Linked DNA regions of Mus musculus: all the other regions are linked to region 1. A link is a contact called in public Hi-C and HiChIP or PLAC-seq data. All regions are on one chromosome and are shown on one strand. Each heading gives the region's core, a stretch centred on a gene start, on an enhancer-like site or on the middle of the called end of the contact. The rest is flanking DNA. Distances are from core to core; before and after follow the strand shown. Region 1 holds the start of Ccnyl1 (cyclin Y-like 1). Region 2 overlaps Kansl1l (KAT8 regulatory NSL complex subunit 1-like). Region 3 holds the start of Rpe (ribulose-5-phosphate-3-epimerase).

Region 1 (4,395 bases), core at 737-3,236:
TTTCCAGTATAAAATCTAAACTCTTGGTCTGGAGAGATGGCTCAGCGGTTAAGAGCACTGACTGCTCTTCCAGAGGTCCTGAGTTCAATTCCCAGCCACCACATAATGGCTTACAACCATCTGTGATGGGAGCCAATGCCTCTTCTGATGTGTCTGAAGACAGCCACAGTGTACTCATACAAATACAATAAATATATACATTAAAAGAAAACAACTAAACTCTTGACCTCATTGACTTTGGGGTCAGATATTTGTGTTTGTACTCCAAGAGCAGCAGTGTGAACTCGTACAGCTAGATTCTCCAAATCTTTGCTTCTCATTTGCCTAAATTTACTGGGAGCCTGGACTGCTGGACTTCAGGAACAGAAATGAACGAGAAGATTCAATTAGGGAAGATATTTAAAATCCCCAAGTGAAAAGATTGCTCTTCCTTAAAATGAACACTACCAAGCACCAACAGTCTCTGTCATTTTCCCTAACCGTGACTTCCTTTCACAGGTACTCGGAGATAAACCTGGAATCCAGACTATTCTGGCCCCTACACGAGCAGTAACCTTGTCATGTAACCTTGAGAAAGTTACTCAGTTTCTGCATGCTCCCCCTACCCTGCCACCGATCAGTAAAATCTGGGAGATCGAACATTGGACTGCTCTTTAGACTTAGCGCTAAGGGAGCTCGGTTGGCATGGTTGGCAATACTTGGTGCATGCTAAAGGTCAATTGCTCTCTACCATCCCCATCACTTAGGACTGTGGGCACCCCACAGTGTGGTTCTCTATTTTGTGGGAGAAAACTGTTCTCTGCATTGCTAGTTAAAGAAACAAAGTCTGGAAACTCCTGTCTTGTGATGGCAGAAAACAAGCGAAACCGGAGTTGCTGGCTCCCAGCTTTTCTGAACCGAGAGTTTGGTCCTTATTTGACGTACGAGGAAATTGAAGAGTGACGTGTCCTCGGGTTTCATGCAAGACACAGTCACGACTCTTTATTGAGAGTAAGGAGCGAGCCCCGGGGTTGCTATGGCCAAGTTGCAAGCGAGAACGTAACACTGGGAAGACAGGAGAAGAGCATTTAGCCATATACAACCGGCTAAGTCCAGTGCAACTTACTTGGGTGAGCAAAGGGAAGCTGTCAAACATGGAGAGACCAAACTGCTGACAAAACCAACTCTTCACCAGGCCGGACCTTCGGGGCCCGCCTTGAAGGGCGGCCTCGAGTAACAAACTGCCGCAGCTCCCCAGTAGGAGCCGGACTCGGCGCAGCTCGAGATGAATGGAAACCAGAATTCGCGCGGCTCAGCTTAAGGGACGGGGCGGGGCTTTGTGAGTCACGTGCCTGGGCCGTAGGCGGGTGCGTGGAGGGAAGTCCGGGTCTGATTGGCTACCCGTCACCAGGTGACCGCGGAGCGCGTTCCGGTTGGCAGGAGCCGGCTAGCGGCCTTCAGTTCGGAGGCGGCGACGGAAGGAGGAGGAGCTCCGGCCGCGCTCTCGGCCCGCAGTGGCTGCGTCTCCCAGCGCTTGTCGGGTCCCCACCCCTTTTAAATAAGCCGGGCTGGTCGCCGCCCTCGCAGACTAGTCCGCTGTGGGGAGGCGGCGGCGGCGAGCCGGCGGGGGTGCGGCCGAGGCCGGAGCCCTGCCCCGGGCTGGGCGGCGGGGCGGGCGGGCGCGCAGCGGGCGCGGCGGCGAGTGCGGGCGGGCGCAGCCCCGCTCTGCCCGGGGCTGCCGGCGCCGACCGCGCCATTGTTGGGGGAGGGGGCGGGCGCGGAGTCCGGGGCGAGCGGAGGCGCAGGCGTCGGCCGAGCGGAGCGGACGCTCCCCATGGGGAACACGCTGACCTGTTGCGTGTCCCCCAATGCCAGCCCCAAGCTGGGCCGGCGCGCGGGGCCGGCAGAGCCCGACTACGAGTCCGAGGTCTACGAGGCGGCGGCCGGGGACGCGGTGGCGGTAGCGCCGGCGCCCGCTGCGGCCGTGGAGCCCGCCGAGTTGGATTTCGGAGCCGGCGAGGGCCACCACCTGCAGCACATCAGTGACCGAGAGATGCCCGAAGGTGAGGAGGCAGCGGGCGCGTCCGGGCCGTGGCGCACCTCTGGCCTCCACCGACTCCCTGGGTCCCGCTGGGAGGCGGCCGCCGCCTCGGGTTCCTTCCTGCCGGGATTATTCCTGGCGCAGGCCTGGACACCGGGAATGAGGGCTGTGGCTCGTGTTCCCACCCCTTATTCTTTCTCGGCCACGTCTGGCCAGTTTCTCTCCCACCCCTACGCCCAGTTCTTCACTCTTCCCATTCTCTCATTCTGACCCGGGACCCTGTACCCGGCACCGCTTCCTCTTTGTACTGCTGTGTACCGTCCAGTGGAACTTAAGACTTCAAGAGACTATAATTGCCCCTTTTCTTAATAAAACTCCCAGGTACCCCTAACCTCAGAATAGCCATCCCATCTCTCTGTCCTTACTTAGGCAGATGGTACGTAAGGTAAGAGCATAATGTTCCTCTTGCTCTGAACGAGTTGAGTAACTGATACTAGAGCAATCTAGATTCAGCATGGTTAAAGATTTCTTATTTACGTTCAAGTAGAGATTGCCACCAAAATGTGTATGGTATTAAGTAGGATTTTGAAAGTAGCCTCAATAATAAAGGTTGCTTTATTACTTTCAGTTATAGTTGGAACACAGAAAGAGGAGACTTCTGTGAAAGATGTTAGTTTCTTTCCAGGCTTCAGAAAAGTACTGCTTCCCCTCCCTAACAAGGAGTAGTTCTGCTTGCTTTAAAATTATCATTTTGGTAAATACATCGCCATTTAACAAATTTCATTTATTTTACCTCTTCCAAAGGAAGCAGGGTGGGGAGAGATTGTTCATTGGGCGTTTAAATGGAGCCAAAAGCTTAAATTTAGCTTTAAATTAGTAATGTAAAGGTTTGGGATTTAAGAAGACAGCCCCCTGCGGGTGCCTGTAATATTTGTTTCTATGGCTCCATTTCCCTGCACACCTTCAGCCTGGAGGTTCTTACTTGGTGCTAAGAAAGTTGAAGCTCGAAAACTGATCCATTGCAGGGTGAGCTGGCTGGGTAGGTAGGAGGGAGAAGAGGAAATACTTGGTGTTTTATAATTATAAAATTTTTGAAAATCTGTGAATTGGGTAAAAAGTAATTCTAGATAGCAGTGTGGTTATTGAATGAAGGCTACAGATCTATAAGACAACGTATCATGAGATGTTTAAGCTACATTGGCTTGTTGGCTTCACTACAAATGAGTTCCTTTAGAATAACTTAAGGCCCATGATCGATACACTTTTGTAACTTTTTGTAATAGTCAAATGTTGTAAAAGAATGTAAAGGTAATTGTATCTTTAAACAGTGGAGTGTGTGTTTATGAAAACTGTCCAGTTTCAATGTTGTAAGTTAAGCCTCTGGATTTACAAACAGTATATGGGTAGTGTTGAGTGAGAGTCCAAATAGGACCTTTTTATAATTCTTGAGGGATTACAGCACAGTATCATGTATGCCTATTTGTTCCTCCCAGATACAAAGGAAGCCTGTATGCATTCTCACTGTATTGTTGATGAGGATGCAAAGTTAAGATATGACTGAAACTGCTTCTGCATAGAACTGCTCTAAACTGTGGAGGTGGAAGATGTGCTGTGGAGGTGGGAGATGTGCTGAGTTGGACTCTTAACAGGAAAAAAAAATCTTGTCAAAATGTCTATTGTATTTTGACTTGTACAGTAGAACATGTGGTACGTGGTCCTCCCCGTCTTAGTCTCAGTTAGCTGATGCAGAGGCAACCTTTCTTTCCTTAGATCTCGTAGCTCATATGTACTCTCAGTGAAAGAGGAAAGAAAAGGGCAGGTAAGAGTGGGACCTACATTGATCCTGTAAGTGGGTCTGTTCTGCTAACTGTGAGTTGAAGCTGAGAATGCTTTGACAACATTAAGAAAGGCTGGCAAGAGGAATGTCAGCATAAAGTTATAGGACAGGAAATGCTTAGAAGTTTTTGTAAAATAAGTGTGTGTGTGATCATAGAATTTCAGTTTACTAATGTGCCCATTAAAATTTCAGTTCAGTATTTTCTCTAAATTTCATTTTTAGATCTGGAGGACTAGTTTAAGTATAGCAAATACAAACTCATAGGCTTGATCCTTAGTGCTGCCAAAACTGTCAAATTAAATTCCTTGGCATTCACTACAGTGATAAGAAATGTCAGCATTTGACTGGATCAAAGCACCAAATATATATAAACACATGAAAATTTTCATTTAATATCTTTATTTTAGAAAAAAGTTTTATAAGTTTCCTTGGAATCTGAGAAATATTTATTTAGATTTAAAGGTAGCTTTTTATTATAATGAATTGTTTTGACTTTTTTAGATAAAATCATAAATGATGTTCTCTTTTCCTTTGAAAC
Region 2 (4,395 bases), core at 1,417-3,916, 2.1 Mb after region 1:
AAACAGCTGGCTGATTAGGCTGGGAGAGATGGCTCAGCAATAAAAGTATGTACTATTTATTCTTTCAGAGGAACTAGTTTGCTCCCAGCACCTGTCGGTCAGTCTCCAGCCATGGGCAGTCTCCAACTCCACACCTCCAGCTCCAGGGCATCCAACCGACTGTTATGGCCTCTGTGTGTGGTATGCACACGCACACACACACATGGAGAAATTTCAAAACAGTATATTTTATGCCCTGTGTGATTATACCTCTAAGGAAAGATAGTAGACTAGAAACTGCCTCTATGTGTCTATGCCATAGTTACAGAAAAGTGCCAAGATTTTAAAAAAATAAATGTAAGTAAGTAAATAAATAAAAGGCCTTAATCCAAAGAGAAAAGAGGGAAAAGAGCTTTGGAAATCCACCAAAAAAGTGATAGAGCATCTGAAAATAACAGCAGAGAAACAAGTGATAGACTGAAAAAAAGGAAGACGAGCCACACACAGTTTCACCTACCCACCTGCAGAGGGAAGGAAAAAAGGGGGGCCACATCAAAAAGTAGAGCTGGGAACTAAATGCACAGGAGTATTCAAATAACAAAAATGATACCCCCAAACTAGAAAAGATCCAAACCAACAGTGACTATCAAAAGACACAAAACCAAAACCCTAATATAACAACTCCAAAACAACAGTAACTACTAAATCTACTAAATTCAAAACCTAAAAAAGATAAAACTTTAAGACCTAAAAATGATCAATGACCTCAAAGAGGACTCAAAAATATAAAAGTAAGGAAATCAATATTGCCTACAGAGAGAAAAGATAACAACATAAAAAAAGGCCAGGAGAAAATCAACAGAGTAGAGGAGAAAATCAGCACAATAATTGATATTTTTGAGAAAAGAAATATTGGAAATAAAAAGCACGTAAGAACAAATACATGAGAACTATAATATAAAAGCAAGCAGTACTACACACAGCAATGATTTGTGAGCCCACCATTGTCTTCTATTGCTATTTAAGAACTATTCAACAGCACCATATACATTGTACATTTCCAGACCATATACTGAGCCACATGAATTAAATATCAAAATAAGAATAAAAAAATTTAAATTTTCCATACAAAAATGTAAAAAAGTAAAACCATCCCTTTTGCAGATGATATATGATATTAGAGATCCCAAAAAGTCTATCATAAAATTTCTAGAAATGATAAAATTCAGCATCATAGATCAACTTGCACAAAATACATGAACAGACAGAAAAGAAAAGATGATGGACACACTCCCATTCACAATGGCCTCAGAATAAGCCAAGCCAAGGAAATGAAGAACCTCTATAATGAAAACCACTGGAAAAAAAGAGATAGACATTACAAAATGGAAAGACACCCTTGCTCATGGGTTGTTAGTACTAACATTGTGAAAATGTCATTTCTGGAAAAATATATTTACAGATTCAGTGCAATCCAAATCAAAATTCCAATCTCATTCCTCACAGAAACAGAAGGCATTCTAAACTTCATATGGAATCACAAAGATCCCAGCTATCCAGAGCAATTCTGAACAAAAAAAGAAACAATGCAGGGAGTTTAATTCCAGATTTGAGATAAATTACAGAGCCACAGTAGTAAACACAACATATAGACACAAAAACAGACATGGGGCTAATGGAACAAAATGCAAAGACCCAAATATGACCACATCTCACTTAGCCACTTAATATTTGACAAAGAGACCAAAAACACACACTGGAAGAAAAAAAGAAATCATCTTCTCAAATAGTTCTGAGGAAATTGGATGACCACATGCAGAAGAATGAAATTAGACCCATTTTTTATCACCTTGCTTGAAAACTATAAGTGGATCAACGACCAAACCTGAGATCCAAAACTACTGGAAGAAAACACAGGGAGTGCCCTACATGGTTGAGGGTAGGAAAGGTCACCGTTTTCCCCAAGAAGCAAGGCTTCGATTGTTTAGTGAGATTTCACAGAAGTAACAAGCCTCTGCATAGCTAAAGAAAGAGCCAGGTGAAGAGGAGGACCACAGAATGGGAGAGACTCTTCACCAGCTAGACATCTGACAGAGGTTTAATATCCACAACATAGAACTAAAAAATACAAAGAGGAGTCTGGGACATGAATGGAGAGTTTCAAAAGAAGGAAAAAATTACTAAGAAATATCTCAAAATCTGTTCACCATCCATAGCAATTAGCAAAATCTAAATCAAAACTTTGTGATTTCATTTGATCCTAGTGAGAATGGCTGGAATCAACAAACAACCTACATCAAACGCTGAGTACTCGTTTACTGCTGTGGGTATTGCAAATAGGTACAGGTACTGTTGAAATCAGTGGAGAGAACTCTCAAAAGGTTAAACAATATATATATTGTATGACTCAGCTATACCGCCCCTTGGCATATGCCCAAAGGGTTCAACATTCTACTCCACAGAAATTTGTTCAGCTGTGTTCATTGCTGTTCTACTCACTATAGCTAGGAAATAGAAACAAAACATAAACCAAAAACTGGAAGACCTACTCCTTGATTCTAAAATGACTAGAATAACCAAAATAATATAACAGCAGTATAAACATAGGCAGATGTATAGAACAGTAGAACAAAGAACAGAGAAAGTATTTGCATATATGGTCAAATGAGTTTTGAGAAATAGTGTCAAAACCATTCAACAGAAAAAGCAAAGTATGATCTTTCAACTAATGCCCCTGGGAAAACTGGAGATCTACATGCAAAAGAACTAACTCCACATACCAAAATTAACTCAAAATGGACCAAATACCTCACTAGAAGATCCTTGAAGAAAATATAAGAACACCAAAGGCACAGATAAAAATACAATAGATAAAATAGACTTCATAAAAATAATAAAGTAAAAAGACAACAAACAAAAGAATAAAGATATGAAAATTAAATACTATGTAAGCAATTATTATCAAGATAAAGACTCCCTAAAATACAGCAACAACAAAGCCACTCAGAAATAGGCAAAAGGCCTGATTTATAGATATTTCTCCAGAGAACATATACAAATAACCAATAAACATAAAAATATCTAAACACCATTAATACTAGGAAATTGTAAACTGAAATTGAAAAGAGATACCACCTGACATTCAGTATTATTATCAGTTAAAAAATAAGCAAAAAACCAAACTGTTGGCCACAACTTAGAGAAATGGAAACTATTATATACTATAGTTCATTAAAAATTAAAAACAGAATTATCATACAATCCTCTAACTCCATTTCTGGATGTATAGCCAAAAGATTTTTTTTTTTTGGTTTCTTTGTTTCTCAGAAAGGATCACACCATTGAGCCCTGGCTGGCTTGGAAATCACTATCTAGGCAGGGAGACCTGTACTCAAAGAAATCCACTTGCCTCCCTTTCCCATGTGCTGTGGTTAAAGGCATACATCCTTGTTCCACTGAAAAGAGTGCTTTGAAAAGAGAATTTCTTTCACTCTATTCACAGCACACAGACAACAGCTAAAATGTGAAACAATTTACATATCTATCATTGGTAAACAAAATGTGATGAATATACAGCTATTCAGCTTTCAAAAAGGAAATTCAAGTATATACTACAATGTCCATAAATGAAAGGACCACGGGCTATATAATAAGCCAGCCACAAAAAACCTAGGTATTATTATGTTTCCACTATAAACAGACATGGTTATTAATGTTATGGAGACTGAAAACTAGATAGTCACTGTTTAATAGGTATAGTTTTCAGTCTTAAAAGAGGCCAGGCAGGGAGTGATGCATGCCTTTAACCGTAGCACTCTGAAGGCAGAGGCAGGCAAATCTCTATGAATTCAGGCCAGCCTGATCTACAACATGAGTTCCAGGATTGCCAAGGCTACAAAAAGAAAAAAAAGGTGGAAAAAAGGAAAAGAAATAGAAAGAAAATGGATGCCTGATATTATTAAATTACTTAATACTATTATGTTGTACACATAAAAATGAATACATTAACAAATTGTGTTATACACACATTTGACAATAAAAAGGTTTTAAAATGTATAATATTTCTATTAACTTAAGCTCAATGTTTTTAATTGTTTAAACATACTGTCAAATTATATATACATATATGTATATATATACAGGCTTGAGAAAAGCAACATTAATATTAAGAAATTAATATTTGAAAACCTGAAACTAGCTCCTTTCATGAAATTTAATAAAAATTAATTTATGTGAAAAATTATACAGGTAACAATTTTAACAAAAAACTAACAATACCTTAGAGGCACGAATCTGCCTGTGGATATCTGTTAGCTGCTGGATTTTGTATTCCAGCTCTGAAATCTGAGCTTGAAGCCAAGTCCATCGGCTGCCAACTTGTGCTCTGTCTACAAGCCACTTCCATTCAGTACTAGA
Region 3 (4,395 bases), core at 774-3,273, 2.0 Mb after region 1:
AGGGCAGAATGTATTTGGAAAAGTTTATGATAAATTTACTTATATTATTTAAAGATCATTTAGGATCATAAATCTACGTACCTCCATGATATTTTTAATAGTCACTGTGACCATGGGATTAAAGTCCTTTATTAGCCATTTTGTAGGTGAAGACAAAGGATTGACTACACAGCCAACTTCCTTCAGATGACTATAAAGTCTGTTATGAATACTGAATGACCAAAGAGCATGGAAAATGCATCTGAATAAATACTGAGATGTTTATGAAAGATATTTATGAAAGCTAATGATTTCTGTGTTTGAATATGCACATATAATAAAATAAATCTAAGATCATTTAATGTGCTCTAATTTCACTTCTTTCCATTGGGAATGGGATAGCTCATTCAGGATCATTTTTCAAGACCTGGTCTGTGCCTTCCTTCATCTCTTGTTCTTCAGACTTCCACTCTAAAGTGGAAGCCTAAAGCCATTTTTAGCTTAAAGTCACTAATGGGTAAACACCCCCAGTCCCTCTACCGCCATATTTGATACCTACCTACTTCTGTTTCTCATCTTCTATCTTTCAAAATAAAGCAAAATGTAGATATGGAAGACAGCAAGCCAAATTGACTTCACTGCCCGGATTATGACCCGGAATGCTGGTATATCCCCAAGTCAGAATATTAAAGACTATTGTCTTCTAACTGTGTCCCCTGCAGAAACCATGGCATCTAAATTACCAGCATGCTTTTAATAAAACTATGAGAGCCCTATCCTTGTTCTTTAGGAATTGCTCTTGTTCTATCCACGTGTATCTTCATGTACCTTTTCATTTTTTCCTGGCCCAGACTCTGGATACGTTTGACATTACGCCACTTATCCATTTCAAGAATTATGGCTGGATAGCAACTCTATCAGACTGGCTATGAAAGACCCACAACGTGAGGACTCCCCCACGTTCTGACTCAGGAGAGGCGACACCCCAAATCACACAAGAAACGGTCTTACTGCAAACTTATTCAAGAGGGCTCTCGGGCCCACGGTCATACACCACGCAGGGGTAGAGGTCTGTGGCACACCGATTAGCTGGGTAAGGAGGTATTTAAAGGAAGAAACCACAACTCAAGGAAGTGGGGAGGGCTTTGTTGGAAAATACCAAAGATACCAGTTAAGAGTCCCAAGGAAGTGCAAAGTCACAAGAGTCACAAGGAATACCTGGTAATTGTTCCAGTTATCTCTCAAGACAGTTTCTAAGAGCCCCTAACAATAGCACATTTGCATAGCAATGGTCAGGGTGACTTTCTTTGAATGAACACTCTTTGAACCCAGGAAGCGGGTGGGTGGAGGAATGTCGCTATCTGTTTTATGATTAGCATCATTAAGTCACAGAGGTCACATTCCCATGCCTGGGCCTAAAGGCCTAGAATTTTGTTTTTACGTTATACTTTCAGCTACTGCAAAAATTCCTACACTGAGTACTCAGCAGTCACCAGTTATCAGCAGCTTGACTAAGGAACATCTCAGAAGAGAGGACTGTAAGAGACAGAGGGTGGGGGAAGTTCAACGGAATGCTGCAATTAATGATTGCATAAGCAACTGTGGCTCCCTGCACAAAACCTACAGACACGTGAGGTGAAGTTATTTAAGTAGGAGAGGAGTTAATTGGGAAGAAGGGGTCAGGAGGAGTGGCTGGGGTAAGAAAGGGTAATGGGGTTGAATATGATCACAATATATGCTATACGTGTATGAAACAGAGAAAAAAATAAAAACAAATTTCCTACATTGTAGGTGGTAGTCTAGCTGATCAACCCGTAGAACTTCTTACATTGTACTCAATAAACTATTTTCCCTTTCAAAAGGAAAAGAAGCCAGAAGATCCTTGGAAATCCAAGACAGAAGGCAGAAGCTCTGCACCTGGCTCCGCCCCTAGCCAGCCAGCTGACGCCCCCCCCCCAGGAGGAGGCGGGACTTCCTCGCCGCAGGGCAGCTGCTTCCGGCAGAGTCCGGAAGAGAGTGCGAGGTGGGAGGGGGCGGAGCCAGTGCGGCGCGCCCAATCGGGACGGAGTCTTGGCTGGCCCGGGCTCTCGTGGGCTCACTCGCTCTAGGGAACCGGCACCATGGCGTCGGGCTGCAAGATCGGCCCGTCCATCCTCAACAGCGACCTGGCCAACCTGGGGGCCGAGTGCCTGCGCATGCTGGACTCGGGGGCCGACTACCTGCACCTGGATGTAATGGACGGGTAACTCCGCGGGGCTCGGGGCGGGCTGGCCGCGCGGGTCGGCGTCGCTGCACCTCAGCGAGCGCCTGTTGGGTGCACGGCGCCCCTGTGCGACGACGGGCTGCCTGGCCAAGCGCGCTGCCGAGGGCACCGAGCCGGCCCTGGCTGACTTTGGGGCCCGGTCCTTTCCCCGCCACCCCGTAACCTGTGGTGATAGGACCCGGGAGCCACCTCCAGTGTTCAGGATCTTCCTCTGGTGAACTCGTAGAGAAACTGAGGCCCAACGGGACAGGCGCGACTTGCTCGATCGAACTCAGATAACTAACTAGTTCTCGACAAAGCCGGCAGACAGCCTCAGCTTGACACCTGGATGGGCTTCCGGAGTTCGACCACTTGCCGACTTGTCTTAGGCAAGCCGCTTCAGCCTTGATTGGGACTCGGGTTCAGTGTGAGGAAAATGGAAGGATTATTGATCATAGAACGCTTCCGCGTCTTGGGGAACTTGAAACGAGCAAGTCCAGTGCCTGGCGTGTAACAGATTCTCTGCAGTTGTTAGTTGTATCGAATAACCCATTCGAATTCTGATTTTCCTGTCTATTTTCTCTTCAGGCACCCTGCTCTTCAGGGAGGTCAGTTTTTTTGTAAGTAATTTTTAAGCACTGTAGTTATAATGCTCAGAATCAGGGTACAAGTTTCCTAAGTTGGTTCTAAAGTGAGGAAACAAACCTAGACCCAAAGGAGGCTGGAGGACTTGCTCAAGATTACAGAAGATTGTGACAGACTTGGAACTTGAATCTTCTTGGCTTTTTGACTAGCATTTCCCACCGAAAGTTTACATAAAATTATAAAAGACCTTGGGAGTGAGATAGAAAAATAAATTTATTTCAAATAAGCAAAATCTGTTTGCCCTCAGTCACATTGGCAAATATGTGTTATTTACATCAGTTTCGTTTCTTGTTGGAGGTTTTGCTGTTCTTTCTGGTTTTTTTGAGACAAGGTCTGTATAAATCTTAACTGGCCTCAAACTCAAAATCTTGCCTCAGCTTCCCAAATGCTGGGATTATGGGCACGGGTCCCCACACTCAGTTACACTAATTCTTTTTAACATCACTGCTGTTTTGTCCATAGCAGTTTTGTTTCTTTTGGCTCTCCGTGGTTAAATCTCATTTTTCTTAACACTTACTTGAAAGCCCTTGACCGGCTGGAATGTGTACCCCAGAGATGGTGTTGATTTCGATGCCTGAGAAAATGTAGGGGTCCTAGCATGGCACAGACTGCAGGTGTAATGAGCCTGCTTGATGCAGAGGGGAGGGGTGGACACCAGTGCTTTCACTTTGCTAATACAAATGTTGCTGTAGACCAGGCTTGCCTCACCTGCTTCTGCCTCCTGAGTGTGCCCAGCTTTTTTAACCTTATTTTTAAACGTGTCTAGTTTTTGAGATTCTATATAATATAACTAAATCATTCCCCCTTCTCTTTCCTCCCACAAACCCTCACACAGACCCTATACCTCCTTGCTCTTTTTCAAAACCATGACCTTTTAAAATATTATTAAATACATATGTAAAAATACAGACACACATATATCCCTAAATACATAAATTTGACCTGCTCAGTCTGTATAATGCCACTTGTGTGTATATTTTCAGAGCTGGCCATTTGGTATTGGATGAGACTGTGTCTCCTGCTCTCAGAATTCCTTAGATATCTGGTCCTTTGTGTAGGGCCAGGGCTCTGTGGGCTGTCCAGGTACTCTTTGAGGTTAATATGTTATCGTGAAGAGTAAGGTATATTGCTATGTCTCTCTCTCCTGGTGTACTGTAAACTTTCCAAGAGCAGGATCTGACTTTCCTTGATAAGAGACATTAAAGCATGTTATCATTGCTTAGTAATAGTAGAAAGCATCTCTGAGAATCACCGATGCCCCCCCCTTCCCCCAGCTGGCCCCCTTCCCCATATCAGACTTAAGTTAGTAAATAAGGCAAAAAAATTATTTTAAATCGTTCTACTTTTAACAATTTTTATGCCTTTAAATCTATACCTACCTTTTTTCTTTCCTTTGAAGTAAAAGCTATTTCCATTCATCTTTTGCAAAAGAGGAAACCAGTTTGGGGAAGTACAGCTCCTTTCCCATCACTCTGGCAGAATAGACAAAGCCTGATGTCTCCAGAAGAGAGCTGTGGGATCCCTTTACA

What was found. Hi-C and Micro-C count contacts between places; a contact is called where the count stands out from the background. HiChIP or PLAC-seq counts read pairs in DNA pulled down with a chosen protein or histone mark.
Region 2: a contact with region 1 is called in a Hi-C map of B cells, with 5 read pairs. The contact joins the enhancer-like site here to the promoter of Ccnyl1 in region 1. A contact is called at or near these places in 3 of 39 promoter capture datasets (embryonic stem cells, hippocampal neurons and pre-B cells) and 1 of 484 Hi-C or Micro-C datasets (B cells).
Region 3: a contact with region 1 is called in an H3K27ac HiChIP or PLAC-seq map of embryonic stem cells, with 4 times the contacts expected there. The contact joins the promoter of Rpe here to the promoter of Ccnyl1 in region 1. A contact is called at or near these places in 2 of 39 promoter capture datasets (both in liver) and 2 of 115 datasets of contacts at active chromatin or transcription factors (embryonic stem cells and large pre-B cells).

The regions. Positions count from the first base shown.
Region 1 is chr1:64,689,359-64,693,753 of GRCm38.p6, forward strand. It overlaps Ccnyl1 (cyclin Y-like 1), which reads left to right and starts at 1,987. Exons shown (of 10, transcript NM_001097644.1): 1 at 1,987-2,042. The coding sequence starts at 2,033. It overlaps 2810408I11Rik (RIKEN cDNA 2810408I11 gene), which reads right to left and starts at 1,301. Exons shown (of 2, transcript NR_038009.1): 1 at 1,106-1,301.
Region 2 is chr1:66,773,710-66,778,104 of GRCm38.p6, forward strand. It overlaps Kansl1l (KAT8 regulatory NSL complex subunit 1-like), which reads right to left. Exons shown (of 15, transcript NM_001122738.1): 3 at 4,258-4,395. All of the region lies in intron 1 of Gm46093 (a long non-coding RNA gene), which reads left to right. Among named protein-coding and RNA genes, the nearest start is that of Gm46093, 38 kb to the left of the region's middle. Within about 2 kb of position 2,667, at least 2 of the 459 cell types and tissues checked have an H3K27ac peak or open chromatin away from gene starts, as enhancers often do. A contact at or near this core is called in B cells, where this site is marked.
Region 3 is chr1:66,698,808-66,703,202 of GRCm38.p6, forward strand. It overlaps Rpe (ribulose-5-phosphate-3-epimerase), which reads left to right and starts at 2,024. Exons shown (of 6, transcript NM_025683.3): 1 at 2,024-2,221. The coding sequence starts at 2,100. Unc80 (unc-80, NALCN activator) reads left to right here. Exons shown (of 65, transcript NM_001368824.1): 65 at 1-343.